Regions from separate parts of the Oryctolagus cuniculus genome. Here region 2 is linked to region 1. Evidence: chromatin contacts called from public Micro-C data. All regions are on one chromosome and are shown on one strand. The core of a region is the stretch at or near the end of the contact, and the rest is flanking DNA. Distances in the headings are between cores, read along the strand shown.

Region 1 (7,623 bases), core at 537-3,036:
GTGACAACACTGTCCCCGTGGGCCTCGAATCAAGCGTCTCCCCATCTGTGAGGAACGCTCAGGTTTTTCTCAGCGCCAACAGTCTGGCCGTGAACGAGGAAAGCCTGTGTCTCCCCTTAGCTAGTCTTGACCCTGCCCCTTATAAAACAATCACCCCAGCACCTACTCGCCCCAGGAGTATCACCCCTCCTGAGCTTGGCTTACGTTGCAGGCGTCTCCAGGGTCACTGTTGAGTGTTTTCAGCATCAGGAGTGACTAATTCCACTTGGACTGGTTCCTAACAGCCCCCTGGTGGAGGGAGGGTGGCCACCAGGTAGTTCATTCTGCCATGGTAAGAATTGCCCCGAGAGAGGCTGGGGAGTTCCTGGTCTGGGGCAGAGGCAGGGAGAGTGTACTGTCCTCACAGTGTGCCACCCGAGTGCCAGGGGGAATGCATCCTAACAGAGCTATCCCCCAGTCGACGCTGAGGGATGGGTTGACCCTTCCCGGGCCGCATGCATGTCCATGCACATTTTGTCTTCCCTTCCAGCTCCCAGGAGGTCTGTAGCATCGCTGTCCACACTGTGTGGCTAAGGACGCAAGGCTGCAAACTACCCCAGGCCATGTCATTGGTGTCAGCCCCTACTTTCCACACTACCTTTTACCACGTTTTCACACTTTTACCTGGAAGTCGTTTTGGTGCCAAGCCCACTACCGTGCCAAGTGAGAATTGGAAAACCACGTTCCCCTTCCCCAGATGGAGCTAGAAACTCAGGTCCTGAAGCTGCAGCATTGCCGACCCACTAAGACCTGGAAAGAAAGGGTGATGCGCACTAGCCATCTGGGCCAGGTGACAAGGGAGGGAAGGAAGGAAGGAAGGAGGGAAGAAGGGAGGGAGGGAGGGAGGGAGGGAGGGAAGGAGGAAGGAAGGGGCAATAAGCCACACACCATGCACACAGGCACACAGGTACACCATGCACAGAGGTACACCATGAACACAGGTACGCCAAGCACACAGGTATACCAGGCACACAGGCATACCATGTATACCAGGCACACAGGCACACCAGGCACACAGGCACACCAGGCACACCATGCACACCAAGCGCATCAGGCACGTGGGCAGGAGGTTGGAGTGGAAGCAGCACAGGCAGTGGAGTGGGGGCGGGGGAGGGGGCCCTGTGCATCTCTTTACATCTCTACTTTTTCATCTGCAAAGTGAGGGAATCAACGCCCACTCAGAGACCTCAAACTGCTCAAGGAAGATGTTGAGCCCGAGCCTGGAGGACAGAGGGGATCTGGGAATTTGAGGGGGAGTTGGGGACTGGGGGTGGGGGGAGTCGAGGCCCCAAGGGCAACATGTGGGACAGCCTCAGACAATGAGCTCAGGGGTCATCTTGAAGAAACCATTCTCAGAACTCACAAACCCCAGAGAGAGTTCACATTCTTTTCTCCTTACGACTTTGATACCAGGCCCAGCTGCCCCTCCCTCTCGAGAATCCTCTGCAGCCATCGCCACGCTGCTGTGTCCTCCAGGCTGTCCAGATTCAGCCACACGGCCTGGTCTCCCACCCCGGCTCCCGGGCCAGAGCCGAAGCCAGCCACGCATGGATGGGCAAGCCTGGGACAGACCTGGGCCTTCTGGCCGGAACCTGGCCTGGTGACAGCAGCTGCAGAAACAGCACCAAGAGCAGGAAGCTCACACTTAGCAGGGCTCACTGAGGGGCCCACAGGGATCAACCTGGCCCCGAGATTTGCAAAAGCCCAGGATGGGGAAAGGCCAGGCCCACTGCGGGCACTTTGCTGACCTGTGCCAAGGCCAAGGGCAAGGGCAAAGCAAGAGTCCATATTGAGATACGCGTGGCAGAGTCCAGAGCCACACTCGAGGGCAGAGGGAGACGGAGGTGGGGGTGGGGGAGGTGGGGAAGCCACAGGGGGCCGGCGAGAGAAGCTTGGCATTGATGAGATGGGCAGCCTGCAGCCACAGGCGCCCCAGACATCAATCCGGTGGGCTGAGTCAGAAACCCAAGCTGGAGGCGTGGACGGGACAGTGGGGTGGAACGGGCCTCTTCAGACACGCGCGGGGGTGGTGGGCCGGTGGGAGGGAAACAAGGCAGCTACGTGAAGCCAGGCCTGTGTGAGAAGCCCAGCGCCGCTCCCCTGCTCCGGGGGATGGTGCCTGGGCAGCTTTGATCCCCGCAGCCTGCCCTGTCACCTCGGGGGCGGAAGTCTCCAGCCCCTCGCCTCTACAGGTGCCTCAAGAGGGCCCTCCTCCAGCCCCACCCTTCCTTGTGCAACCTCCAGGGTGTTCCTCTGCCCCCGACTTCCCCACGACACCTCAGCCTCCGCCCCCTCTCTCACTCCCGCCTGCCCAGAGCCACGGGCTCCATCTCCCTCTCCACTCTGACTCAGCAAGTGGGGATGCTGCCTAATCCCATCCGGGCAGGTCAGGAAAGGATTCTGGGCGGGCCTAGGTCTGCTCCTGGCTGTGTGACCCAAGCAGCCTGGTGCTCTGTCCCCAAGGGAAGCGGAGACAGGTCCTACGGCTCCCCTGCGGGATGAGCAGAGATGCAGTCTTCTACAGTTGGATGCTGAGCCAAGGAGCCTTGAAGGCAACTGCCCTTCAGAGAGGTGAAAGCCAGTGCTTAAGGTGGCCCAGCCAGGCCTGGAGCCAGGCTTTAGAACTGTGATTGATCCCTGCGCCTCGGGCTGGAGACACAAAGCCCCATCTCCCATTGGCTGACGGCTACAGATGAACATCCTGACAGCAGACAGCTGATTAGCCAGCTGCCAAAACAGCTCTACAGCTCGGGGTCCTCAAAGCCTGGCCCCAGTCCCAATGAAGATGTTCCCCAAGTTGGCTGAGCCTAGCCTGGGCCCCAATCCCAGTGAAGCTGCCCCCCAAGCTGGCTGAGCCTAGTCCCAGACTAGAATCTGTTTACTCACTCTGCGAGTCCACTCGCCTTGGCAATGCACACCATACAGGTTCCCCAGCGGCCATCACAGTGAGGGGGACCCCCCCAGTGCCCTCTGGGAAATGCCAGCCCTTCAAATACACCCCCTGGGGCCTCGGGCAGGACCTTGATGTCCCCTGCGTGGTGTGGTGGGCTCCTGCTGGCTCTGCAGCCACCTGTGAGCTGGGGGCAGACGCCTGGGCTTGGGAGATACTGGGGCTCCCGGGTGCTGGACACGGAGCCTGCTCCAGGGAAAAGTTGCCTGCACCTGGCTCGGGCCCCAGCTTTCTCCTGGTAATTGCGGTAATGACCCAACTCCCAGGGCTGCTTGCAGCTTGAAAGGGGCTTTGAGATGCTGGGATGAAAGGCCCTGGGCTGAGTACAAAGCCCAGCGCAAGCTGTCCTGGGAGTGGGAGGCTGGCCCTGGGCCTTCCCTGGCCTGGGGGGCTGAGTCACTTCCTTCCTCCCGGCTGGGTTTTACCTACGTGCTCCAGTCTCAACTCTCTCTTCTGGACAGCTGGGGGGCACGGAACAGGGGGTCCCAGAGAGTGTGTATGGGACCCAGGCCAGGCACAGGCCTCCATTCCCCACCACAGGCCCCCACCCAGGAGGGAGGGAGATGCTGGCGAGGATGCTGGCGTGCGTCCCCAGCTTCCGGACTCGACTCTTGCCACGCTGGCTCAGCACCAAGCACCCTCTGCTGCACTTGAAGAATCCCAGGGCAAAGGGTGGGCGGACTTCCCAAGGTCTGGGAGCACCTTGGGCTCCCTGCGCGAGGGCAGCCCCTGCCTTCTTACTCACTCATGCAAATGTGAGGAGCTCCCGTGTTCCCTGGACTGAGCGGAGCCGGACTCTCTTGGCCTTCAAGGAATTTCCTCCGCTGCTATGCTAGTTCCTCCTTAAGTGCCTCGAAGGACCACTTGGTGCTTCAGGACCAGAAGCGAGGGGCGGGCCTCTGGCCTGCCAGTTAAGATGCCAGTGACCCGTGCCTGGGGTTGATGCCTGCTCCAGGTCCTGGCTCCAGCATCCTGCTAATGCAGACCCTAGGAGGCAGCTGTGATGGCTCCAAGGTTGCGTTCCTGCCGCCTGGATGGGGTTCCCAGCTCCTCCTGGCCATCCCACCCCAGCTGGGGTCCATCATGGGCATTTGGGGACTGAAACAGCAGATGAGAGCTCCCTTGTGCGCTATCTCTCTCTCTCCCTCTCTCTCCCTCCCTCTTTGCCTCTCAAGTAAACAATACAAATAAAAATGAAAGCAACAACAATGAAATCCCAGGGATGGAACAAGGGCGTGAAGGCTCACAGCAGGTCACAGGTGGAGAAGAGGAAGAGGCTGAAGATCAAGGTTCCCTGATCTTAATGGCTTCCGCCCATGGACTGGAACCAGGCAGTCTTCCAAGACATTCTCCCCCTTGCTGCTCCCTGGTGGGTGTCAAGGAGACTGAGCTCCCGGACCAGAGCCCCTTGGGTTCTCTCGGCCCCGGGGAACCTCAAATCTTCCATCGCCCAAGGTCTACAGTCCCCATTCTGGACTTGGAACTAACAGGGAGACAGGTCCCCTCTCGACCAAGTCCTGTGCTGTGGACCACGAAGCCATCATCCATCCGTCAGGGAGGAAAAGACCCCGTGTGGCCGCCCAGGCTGGGAGTATCGGCCTGGTGCCTCGGGGGCCCAGGCAGGAGGACGGCTCTGGCCAAAGCACAGAAGGCTGTTCATTCCCTCGGAATGGGGAGGGAGTCTTGGAACCCTCTCCCTTTACACGTCAAAGTATCTCCTCCCTACCTGAGCCTGACTCTGTCATTCCTTAAACTGTGGCAGGACCCAGCAGAGCCCAAATTAACGTCTAAGAAAGTTCTCCCCTTGGGAGCGCTCTCGACCCTGGCAGGTGCGCAAGGGGCCCATAATAGCTCAGCGGATTGAGTGCACATGGTGAAGTCCTAGGACACTGCCCAGCCGGAGCAGGCACCTTAAGAGTAGAGAGGCTGGTTAATCCCCGGAGTCACAGAGCAAGGAGATTGTGTGAGGACTTTGCTGGCCTGCCCGACAGGCACCCTGCAGGGAGCTCCTGGTGCCGCTGCCCTTGGGCCCTCCGAAGGCTGCCAGGAGGGCGCAGGAGCCTGAGCGGCCCCCGAGTTTGTTTTTGCCGTGTTTCTGGGCACGGGGCTCGCTCCTCCTGGCACTGGCCCTTCCCGGGGCCCGGCTCCAGCTTGTTAGTTTTAACTAGAACAATTTCCTTTGAACTCAGCTTGAATTAGCATCACCATGGCGATGGATCAGGGTTTTCACAAGTCGACCTGGTCTTCACCCCTTAAGCAATTAGTTCGAAGGAGAAAAGGAAGAAAGAGGAGGAGGAAAAGGAGGAGGGAAGATGGGGTGGGGGAGAAAAGGAAGGAAGAAGAGTGGTGGAGCAGAGGAAGGGGTGAGGTGGGGGAGGGGTGGGGGAGGGGAGTGAGAGAAGGCTGGAAGGAGGGGGCAGACTGGAAGGCAGAGGGACAGGGAGTGCCAAAGGACCCCCCAGGCCATCCACGGGGCCTGATTACGGGGGGTGGGGGTGGGGGGGTCTTTGCCTTCCAGGCCCCTGCCAGGGCTCCACCTACTGGGCGAACAGGAAATCTTGGACCTGTAGCCTGGGAGGAAGCACCCTGCCCATACTTCTCAGAGGGCCCAGGGGCCCAGCAAGGCCACGGCAGCCCCTTCCCCCTGCAGGAGCCTGGAACCCGAGCACTGAGGAGGGCTTCTGGAGCCCTATGGGGGCTTGCCACCAGAAGGGGGCCGGGAGAGAGGGAAGGTCGCATGAGCAGGGGGCCTCCATGGGGTCCTTGCTTGCCTGCTTCTGGGCACGCACTTGTCTGGGAAGGCAGGCACAGACAAGGTCCTTGCTCTTCATTGATGGTCCCTGGCAGGTTATTCACATAATTAACTATTTTTCAAGGAAAATGACTGAATGGGCAATTGCTATTTGCTCAAATGTGTTGTAAGCACATGAAAAGGAGAACTAAAAAAAAAAAAAAAAACTGAATCCATCAAAATGTAATGGGAATTGAGGACATCTCTTCAAGACTCAACTTGTCCCCACCTCCTCCAGAAAGCCCTCCTGGACTTGCCCAGGACGCCTGTGTGCTCCCCGACCTCTGCCCAGTCATCCCCATGCTGTGTAATCAGCCAGGGCAGCCTGCATGACAATGGGGGAGGAGGGTTGCATCTTATTCCCTGGGTCCTTGCGTACCCCAGGCACCAAGTTGAGGCTCTAAAAATGTTTGTGAATTCCTGGACCAGCACAGGGCCAGATGTCAGGCTTTCAGAGGCAGACCCAGGAAAGAGGCTGCAGAGGATGGGGTGCAGGGGTGGGGGGTTTCCAGGAGCCTAAGCGATGTCTGCTCTACCATGAGCCGAGGGGGTCGGTGCTTCCTGGGCCATCGAGCCGAGCGCCAGCTACGGAGGGTGCAGGGCATGCAGAGAGAAACAGTCTGTGTCTGGGATGGTGGGGTGAGGGGCCCCCTGGGAGGGCTTGGTGCTGACAGCTGGGAGGCGCTGTTGTCTCCTCCAGCCAGATCTCGACCCCGCCCCGCCCCGCCCAGCAGCAGCACCCCAGTGAGCGCCCAACTCCAGCCCCTGCCTCTAGGCCAGCTGGCACTCTGCTAGGCGGGAGCAAGTGGGCACCTTCTCAGGATCTCCGGCTCCTGCCTGCGCAGTGGGGATGGCCACCTGGGCCACCTGGCCTGGTTGTGGGGAGACGGAGCCAGGTGCTTCCCAGCCAGCAGGGGTGGTGGGTGCTCCCCCGTGCCAGCCCCTTCCAGCTCTGAGAAATGGCAGTCGACCTCTCCGGGTGCCTCCATCCTTCCTCTCCCCGTGTGACACCAGTGCCAGCACCCACCCTGCTCTGACTCCCTTCCCTGTGACCGGCCCTTTAGCCCCCTGGGCATTCCCCTTTCTGATCGCATAGCCAGCCCTCACCCAGCTCCTGCCTCTTGTCCCAAGTCCTGCCTTTGGCCTCTCCATCTCCCCCTCCCTCCGCTTTCCTCCTCTGCTGCTCATTATAAAAAAGAAATCTTTCTATATACGCCAAAAATGCACTCATCCCCAAGGACCCCAGTTTAGCACAAAGCACTGGTTCTTTCTGGCTGCTTGCGTGGCCTCCTTCTTGCCCACTGCCTTTGAATGGTGGCCTCATTCACAGGACTGGGAGGCCAGCAGGGCTGTTTCCCATGTGGCTGGGCGGGGTGGGGGGGGGTGGCGGGCGGGGGCTAGACAGGAGCAGCTTAGACTTCCCAGAGCTTGGCTTCTCCTCGGGGTAGGGAACAAACTGTTTGCTGCTTGGAGCCCAAAGGATTCTATGGGATGTTCTAGAAGGTCCCGGGAGACCTCAGGAAGATTGGGGCCTGCAGCACACACCACGTGCAAGGTGCAGTTTTTCTTGAGGACACAGATCAGGCCTTCTTCCTGGGCTGGGCTGGGGTCTCTGTGACACGGAGACAGAGGAGGGGCTCCGTGGTCTCCGGGAGACCCCCCTAGACGCAAGCACCCCTGGGACTCTTGAGGGAGCCCGTGTTCTCTGTGCCCTTAGCCCTCCCGCCCAAGCCCCTGCCCTGTGCTCTGGGGCCCAGTCCCTCGTCACAGGAGCGATGACCTAGAGCTGCTCCGCCCCTAGAAAGCCAGGATGACCTTGTCCAGGAGCGTCCAGAAGAAAGCA
Region 2 (7,183 bases), core at 417-2,916, 130 kb after region 1:
CAGGACCTGTTGGCTGGTGCTGGAGGAAATCCCTTGATTGTATCTTTGCCCTGGGATTGTACCAGTGGCAGCTGACACTCAGTGGGACACAGTGGGGAGAAATGGAATCAGAAAAACTCAGGGGCTAAAAAAAAAAAAATCACTTTCTAGCTGTATGTCCTTGGGAAACTTTTCTAATCTCTCTGGTCTTCTTCTATAAAAATGGGTAATCATAAAACTCTACCTTGTAAAATTATTCAGTGTTACTTGAAGTAATGCACGTAAAAAGGATTAGTCCATTTCAAAATGCAATATAAATATTAGAATTGCTCTTAGTTCTCAAGCCTCTGGATTCCAAGTTCCTTCTGGGAGCTTTCTTGCATATTTTTTATTGTATTTTTAATATTTATTTATGAGGCTGGCACTGTGGCATAGCCAGTAAAGCCGCCAAAGCTGCCACCCATGACACTGGCATCCAATAGGGGTGTCCATTTGAGTCCCGGCTGCTCCACTTCTGATCAGCTCCCTGTTAATGCACCTGGGAAAGCAGCGAAAGATGGCCCAAGTGCTTGGGTCCCTGCACCCACGTTGGGAGACCTAGAAGAGGAGCTCCTGGCTCCTGGCTTTGGTCTGGCCCAGCTCTGCCTATTGCGACCGTTTGCAGAGTGAACCACTGGATGGAAGATTCTCTCTATCTGTCTCTCCTTCTTTCTGTAACTCTGCCTTTTGAATAAATTAGTAAATAAATCTTTTTTTTAAAGATTTATTTATTTTATTTGAAACGCAGAGTTACAGAGTGGGATGGAGGCAGAGAGAGAGAGCGCGAGAGATCTTCCATCTGCTGGTTCACTCCCCAGATGGCTGTAACAGCTAGAGCTGGAAATTCACCAGCTCACTCACATTAGTGGCAGGGACCCTAGTACTCAGGCCATCATTAGTGGGTGCATCAGCAGGAAGTTGGATCAGAAGCAGAGCAGCCAGGACTTGAGGCTGCGCTGTGATACAGGGTGGCTGGCCTCTCACTGTAGGCTTAACTCACTGTGCCACAATGCCTATCCCTGCCTGGTTATTTTATTTTATTTTTAAAGATTTATTTTATTCATTTGAAAGACAAAGTTACAGAAAGAGAGAGAAAGAAGTCATTTATCTGCTGGTTCACTCCCCAAATGGCTACAATGGCCAGGGCTAGGCCAGACCAAAGCCAGGAACCAGGAGCTTCTTCCAGGTCTCCACATGGGTGCAGAGGCCCACGTACCCGGGCCATCTTCCTCTGCTTTCCCAGACACATTAGCAGGGAGCTGGATGAGTAGTAGAACAGCTGGGACTCGAACCAGCACCCACATGGGATGCTGACACTGCTGGCAGTAGCTTTACCCACTGTGCCATAAAGCCAGTCCCTTGCCTGTTTATTATAATGAAAACCAATCAAGCTCTGACTTTTGGAGCCTGAAGGGCACAAAGGTTACCATCAACCGGTGCTTTACGTCAGTGACCCAAACAGCCTGGGGGCCACAGAGACTCCCAGGGGCTTCTCTGTGCTGAGTGGCTGGGGTGTCTTGCCATACCGTCTGCCTTGATATTCAGCTGGCCCCGCTCTTGCTGTGAGAGTGAGGTCCTGGCTGAGGCCTTCTGAAAGGGGAGGCCACCTGTCATGGCCACCAAACAGGCCGAGCCCTTCGTGGACGGTTTTCCTGGGGAGGGAAGGAGCCGGTGCCCAAGTAGTGCAGCAGCAGGTGTAGTGTGCCCCGCCCAGTCCTGGTCACCCCCTCTCCCTCAGTTCTTTGCCCACAGGAATAAAATGTCCTCTCTGGTCTGTGGGGCTGTGCGGCCCCACCTGCTCGGCCTGATGTCCTTGCAAACTCAGCTGGGCCTCTGTAGCCGTGTCCCCTGCAGGAGCACCGGAACCCCTCCTTTCCCCTCTGTCCAGGAGTCGCTGCAGCCCTCCTCATCAGATGCCCAGCAGACTTGACCCTCCCCAGCCTTTGTGCCTCTCCAGGCCACGGGCAAGCAGCAGGACTGGTTTGGGAATGGTTGTTTACATGTCTGTTTATCCCTGCGTCTGTTTGACTCCACCTGTGTGTGGCAATGCCAGGCTATGCCCGAGGGGGCCTCTCTGCAGGGCTGGGATGGGGCGGGGCGGGGGGGTGCTGTTATCGCGATGCCAGAGTAGCTGAGCGGATCTTTCTCAGGCCTGGATTTTATTCACTGTCCCTTTGTCCCTCCTCTTTCATGCAGGTCTGCAGCCAAATCTTCTCCCCTTTCCACAGCAACAAGGGAGCCTCCTCCTCCCGCAGCAGACTGGGCCTGGCCTTGCATCCCAGGTAAACAGCCGCACCCCTACCTCCACGGCCCAGGCCTCTAGCACTGTCCCTGCTCTGGGTACAGTTAAGCTCCCTGGTTTTTCCAGGGCTCTAGCCCCTCTGGGAAGAGGTAATGGCAAGGAATCGTCCCTTTGGCACATGAGAGGGGGATCCAAGTGACAAGTGGGGTAAATGGGAGCCCAGACAGTCCAACTTGCAGGCTCTCAGCTCCCGTCCCCAGCAGACCCAAGCCTCTCCCCTCGGGAACCAGGGCTCGGCCAGCTTCCCAGCTTCCCATAGATGCTCTCAAGCCCCGGAGGGCCTGATCACCACAGGCACCATGTCTCAGACAGCACACACAGTGTCTCCCCCCCCCCCCCCGGGGTCTCCATTCCAGGGAGGCCAAAGAAGACAGCAGTCCCTCTTATCTCAAGATCCCCCCAGGATATGGGTTTGGTTCCCCTTGCTCAGAAAATAAGCAGATCTCCTGTGTGGACCAGGCTCATGCCAGTTTAGGGGGCCATGGCTGACCCAGAGTAACCAACAGCTCATTCTGTGCTCAATGTAGTACCTAAGCGTTGCTAGAGGACACACCCACCAGCCACCGCAGCAGGACACACCAGACCATGTAAGGAGTGAAAAGGGGTGGCGGCTGGATTCCGGGAACTCTCCACCTACTTCCCAGAAAGAAACATGAACATTCCTCCCCGTTATTAATTAGAATGTACCTGCCCTTTCATTAAAGGACCCATAGAATGTTAAACACAGCTCAGAGCCAGGGCCACTCCCCGCCAAGTGTGCCCCACTCTGGGGAGTGTGTGTGCTGTTCACTCTTCTCCCACTCACTCCTGAATTCCTTCTGGAAGCAACGTCAAGGCCCCAGGCACCGTGACACGTGTGTGGTCTGCACAGCTGCCCGACAGCTTAGCCGCCCCTCCCTTCTGCGTCCAGGGGCCCCTGTGCAACGAGAAACGTTGCTCGGCTCCACAGATGGCACTGCCCACATGGATGCCCGGGATGGTCGGGGACGACTGCAGTGATCAGAGCGCCCGAGCCCCAGGCCAAGATCCCGCAGCTCAGTGAGAGCCCTGGCCTTCCAGCCCGCAGAAGACACCTGGCAGGGCGATGGCGCCACCTCGTGGTTGGAAGAAAGTGGCACACCGCTCTGCCCCCAACCTCAGAATCACAGACTTAGAGCCGCAAGAGACCCTAGAGAGTGTTCAAGATCAGCTCTCATGTCTTAGAATATCCAAGCATGGCGACACTGGGGCCACGAGGCTGTTTAGAAGACTGAGATGGTCATGGGGGAGGGCAATAAAAGAGGGGGTGAGCGAGGAAAGTCACACTGGTGCCATTTGACAACAGACTGCGTGTGAAGGCAGGGGGAGGAGGTCTAGCAGAGACCTCAGTGAGTATCTGTCAAAGGAAAGAGGCAAGTGGAGAGGCGGGTTCAAGGAAGCCCGGCTTCGTCCTGAGGGTCTGGTCTATGCCACCCTCTCCTCCCCAGACAGGAGAGAATCTGTGGTGCTTTGAAACCATTCTGTTCTCAAAGGGAAGAGCGCCCACACCGTCTCCCTCATCCTACCTTCTTCATCATAAGGACGCCCATCTACATGGCAAGCCTGAACGTCTCGGGAGACAGCAGTTAACTCCCCTCCAGCGGAAGAGCAGCCTGGGAAGGAGGGGGAAGCTGGAGTTCGCTCCCGTTCCCCACGTGGGCAGTGACCTCGGCCCTGGCCCCAGGGCCTGGCCCCCAAGGCCTGGATTCCACTCCATCACCAATGCAATGATAGATGCCTTCACTCCTCACCCCCAAATGGGTACTGCAAGCTTCTAGGGTTAAGGGCACAAGTTCTTGTGCAAATAAGCTAAAGAAAGACTGTCTCCAGGCAACCACAATGGAGAGCAAGGTGCGTGTAGATGGGACTAATGAAGATGCCCTTGATGAAGAGCAGGAAGTCCCATGAAGGGCAGCAGTGGTGCTGGGAGTCAGGTAACCAACCTGGCACTCAGAGGCCAGCGGAACTCCACGGGGGTTCCCTCACTTTCTCGTCACCTCCAGTTGGGGCCTGATGGCCACCTCAGGCTTCCACGCTCCATGGAAAAGGACCGGCGAGGCAGACAGTGTTCTCCCCGCCCCACTCTGAGATTTGTTACTGAAATCTTTGTCAACAACCCTGTTAGCGCCTTTTAGGGAGGGAAACTGAAAGGAGGAAGTAACCTGGCGAGTGCCAGACTAAAACCCAGCCAGGCCACCTCCCGCCTGGCACCCCTGCTGTTTCTGCCCCACATGGCCCACAGAAACCCAGTTTCCACTCGCACGCCACTGAGCAGTCGGCCTCCAGTGGCCCAGGGCTCCGCCATCCTGAGTGGCCCGTTAGTGAGGACTGCCCCACAGTGCTGTTGACCCATTGCTGAATCCCTGCGGATCTGCTCGGCTTGTCTCCCCTACCAGGCCGTTGGGCGCCCCGGGCTGCCAGGCTCCTCCTTAGAACCCCACCTGGAAGCCTCCCAGCATCTCCCAGTGCCCAAGCACCTGCCCACCTCTGCGGGGCCCGACGAGCCCAGTGACCTGGAGGAGCTGGAGAGGTTCGCCAAGACCTTCAAGCAAAGGCGCATTAAGCTGGGCTTCACACAGGTTTGGCTTTTGGGGGGAAGGAGATGGAGGGCAGTGAGCTGGGTGAGCGAGAGGAGGCAGTGCCTCCCAAGGGCAGGTGTCAAGAGCAAGCCATGGCTCCATGGGTTTGGGACAAGCCCCTCGTGTCTCTGAGGCGTACTTGGGATTAGGAGGGGAAGTGAGGAAGTTGCTGGTGGAGGGGAGAGGAATGGGAGCCAGGCAAGGAGGATCTGGCCCCCTGAGAGTCCGGGGATACGATGAACCAGCACTCCACCCACAAGGGAGAAAGGGCGATGGGCAGGTACCTGAAGATTCTGGGTGTGTTGTGAATGACAGGTGAGGGGCCGGGGCAGAGGAGGGGAGCCTGTGTCTCATGCTCCTGCCTCTCCGTCCCCACGCACAGGGAGACGTGGGGCTGGCCATGGGAAAGCTGTATGGCAATGACTTCAGCCAGACGACCATCTCGCGCTTTGAGGCCCTCAATCTGAGCTTCAAGAACATGTGCAAGCTCAAGCCACTGCTGGAGAAGTGGCTGAACGATGCAGGTAGGCACCCATGGGACGCACAGGGACACACAGGACGCACGGGGCCCTAGAGAGGATTCTGTGACCCAGGGACCTGTCTGTGCTGAGGTTATAGGGAGTCAACACGGGACACTCCTTTCTTCCCGTTCTTGTGTCTAGAACCCACCAAGAGATAAGTCAGAGCAGACAGGCAAGTGGAGGTGCAACTGTCAGCGCTGTGAGCGAGAAAGCCCTTTGGGAGCCAGGCATTAGGTCTGGGGCCATGACTCCTTGCCTTGTTCCAGTTCCTACCCCAGACTCGCCCAAGGCAGGCCTTAGGACAGCTGTCCTGAAGTGGAGTTTGGGTCTGCCCGGCACACACGCTTAGCCAGACTCCTGTCTAGAACAGATCTATGTGAGGCAGGCTGGGCAGTGGGCCGTCTAGGGTCTCGGTGGGAAGGGGAGACTGCAGGCACAACACGAGGTCTTTACCTGCTTAGCTCTTGTAGGTTTGTTAGGTGGGGAAAGTCTTGCAGCAGGAGTGGTTGGCAGGAGGCTTCAGCCCCACTCATGGTGGGAGACCTGCTAGGGGGTCAAGGAGGTAAACCAAGGGGCAAAGTTTACAGCAAGGAAGCTGAGTTTGGTGCCTAGGACTGGCATGGGACAGAGAGTCTCAGCCTCCATTTATGCCCATTCAGGGCTGGCCAGTGCCTTGTAGGATAGCATCCCTGATCCCTACTCAGTAGCTGCCAGCAACACTGCCCCCAGTCGGTACCACCGAAAAGGCCTCCGGACACTGCCAAGTGTCCCCAGGGCAAGTGGTGGTGGTGCCACGGGGCCCCTGGCTGAGAGCCACTAGCCTAGGTGAGAAGGAGGAGGCGGGGCAGTCCCCAGGGCTGGGCTGTGGCCAGCGAATGCGTGTGGATTAGTGATTACTTAGGCGAGTGCTTTCAGGACAGGGCGGGCGGCCAGGGCAGTGTGTCCAGACAGAGACATAGGAGGAACCAGGAAACCACCCCCACCCCACCCTGTCGCAATAGGAGGACCCTAAGACCAGACTGAAGTAGGCGAAATGACCAGAAATTCTTTGGCTCCTTGGGAGAGGGCCTGGTAGGTCACTGTTAGTGTGGTCCCCCCACCGGATGCCCAAGGGCTGTCCCCTCTGTCGTCACAGGCTAAAGAGCCAACATCTGCACTCACAAGAAAGGGGCTCCAGCATCAACATTCTGCACCCAAAGCCGGGGCTTTTGGCTCAAAATGCCATTTCACATTTTCCTCGGTATTCACATGCAGGCCTATTTGTAAAACACAGACTCCCGAGTGTTGCTTTTCGGAGCTCTGCTTGCACCCACTCACACCCACACATGCCGCCGATGCCTGGGCTTCCCTGGACCATGACCGCACACAGCGGAGACTCCGCGGTGGGAGTCCCGGAGGAGCTTTGCCCAGAGCAACGAGGAGAAGCAGGACTCTCGGTCTGTTCTGGGTCCCCTGCCGGGGGAGGGGGCTGGTCCTGAGTACGCCACTGCACAGCCCAGCGGGAAGGGCTCTCGGACCTCAGGGCCATCGAGACAGGGCCCCAGCCGGCCCCTCATGGCCGCCTCTGAGCGCCCCTCGCTCCCTTGTCTCCCTACAGAGTCCTCTCCATCAGACCCCTCGGTGAGCACGCCCAGCTCCTACCCCACTCTCAGCGAAGTCTTCGGGAGGAAGAGGAAGAAACGGACCAGCATCGAGACCAACATCCGCCTGACTCTGGAGAAGAGATTTCAAGATGTGAGCGGCTT

The links. Hi-C and Micro-C count contacts between places; a contact is called where the count stands out from the background.
Region 2: a Micro-C map of ear pinna shows a contact between it and region 1, with 4 times the contacts expected there. The contact joins two enhancer-like sites. A contact is called at or near these places in 4 of 6 Hi-C or Micro-C datasets (ear pinna, embryonic fibroblasts, skin fibroblasts and 1 more).

The regions. Positions count from the first base shown.
Region 1 is chr1:112,654,410-112,662,032 of mOryCun1.1, forward strand. No RefSeq gene overlaps it. Among named protein-coding and RNA genes, the nearest start is that of OAF, 29 kb to the right of the region's middle. Within about 2 kb of position 1,787, at least 3 of the 8 cell types and tissues checked have an H3K27ac peak or open chromatin away from gene starts, as enhancers often do. A contact at or near this core is called in ear pinna, where this site is marked.
Region 2 is chr1:112,784,190-112,791,372 of mOryCun1.1, forward strand. It overlaps POU2F3 (POU class 2 homeobox 3), which reads left to right. Exons shown (of 13, transcript XM_008260641.4): 6 at 2,215-2,300; 7 at 4,735-4,917; 8 at 5,300-5,441; 9 at 7,036-7,172. Among named protein-coding and RNA genes, the nearest start is that of TLCD5, 23 kb to the right of the region's middle. Within about 2 kb of position 1,667, at least 1 of the 8 cell types and tissues checked has an H3K27ac peak or open chromatin away from gene starts, as enhancers often do. A contact at or near this core is called in ear pinna, where this site is marked.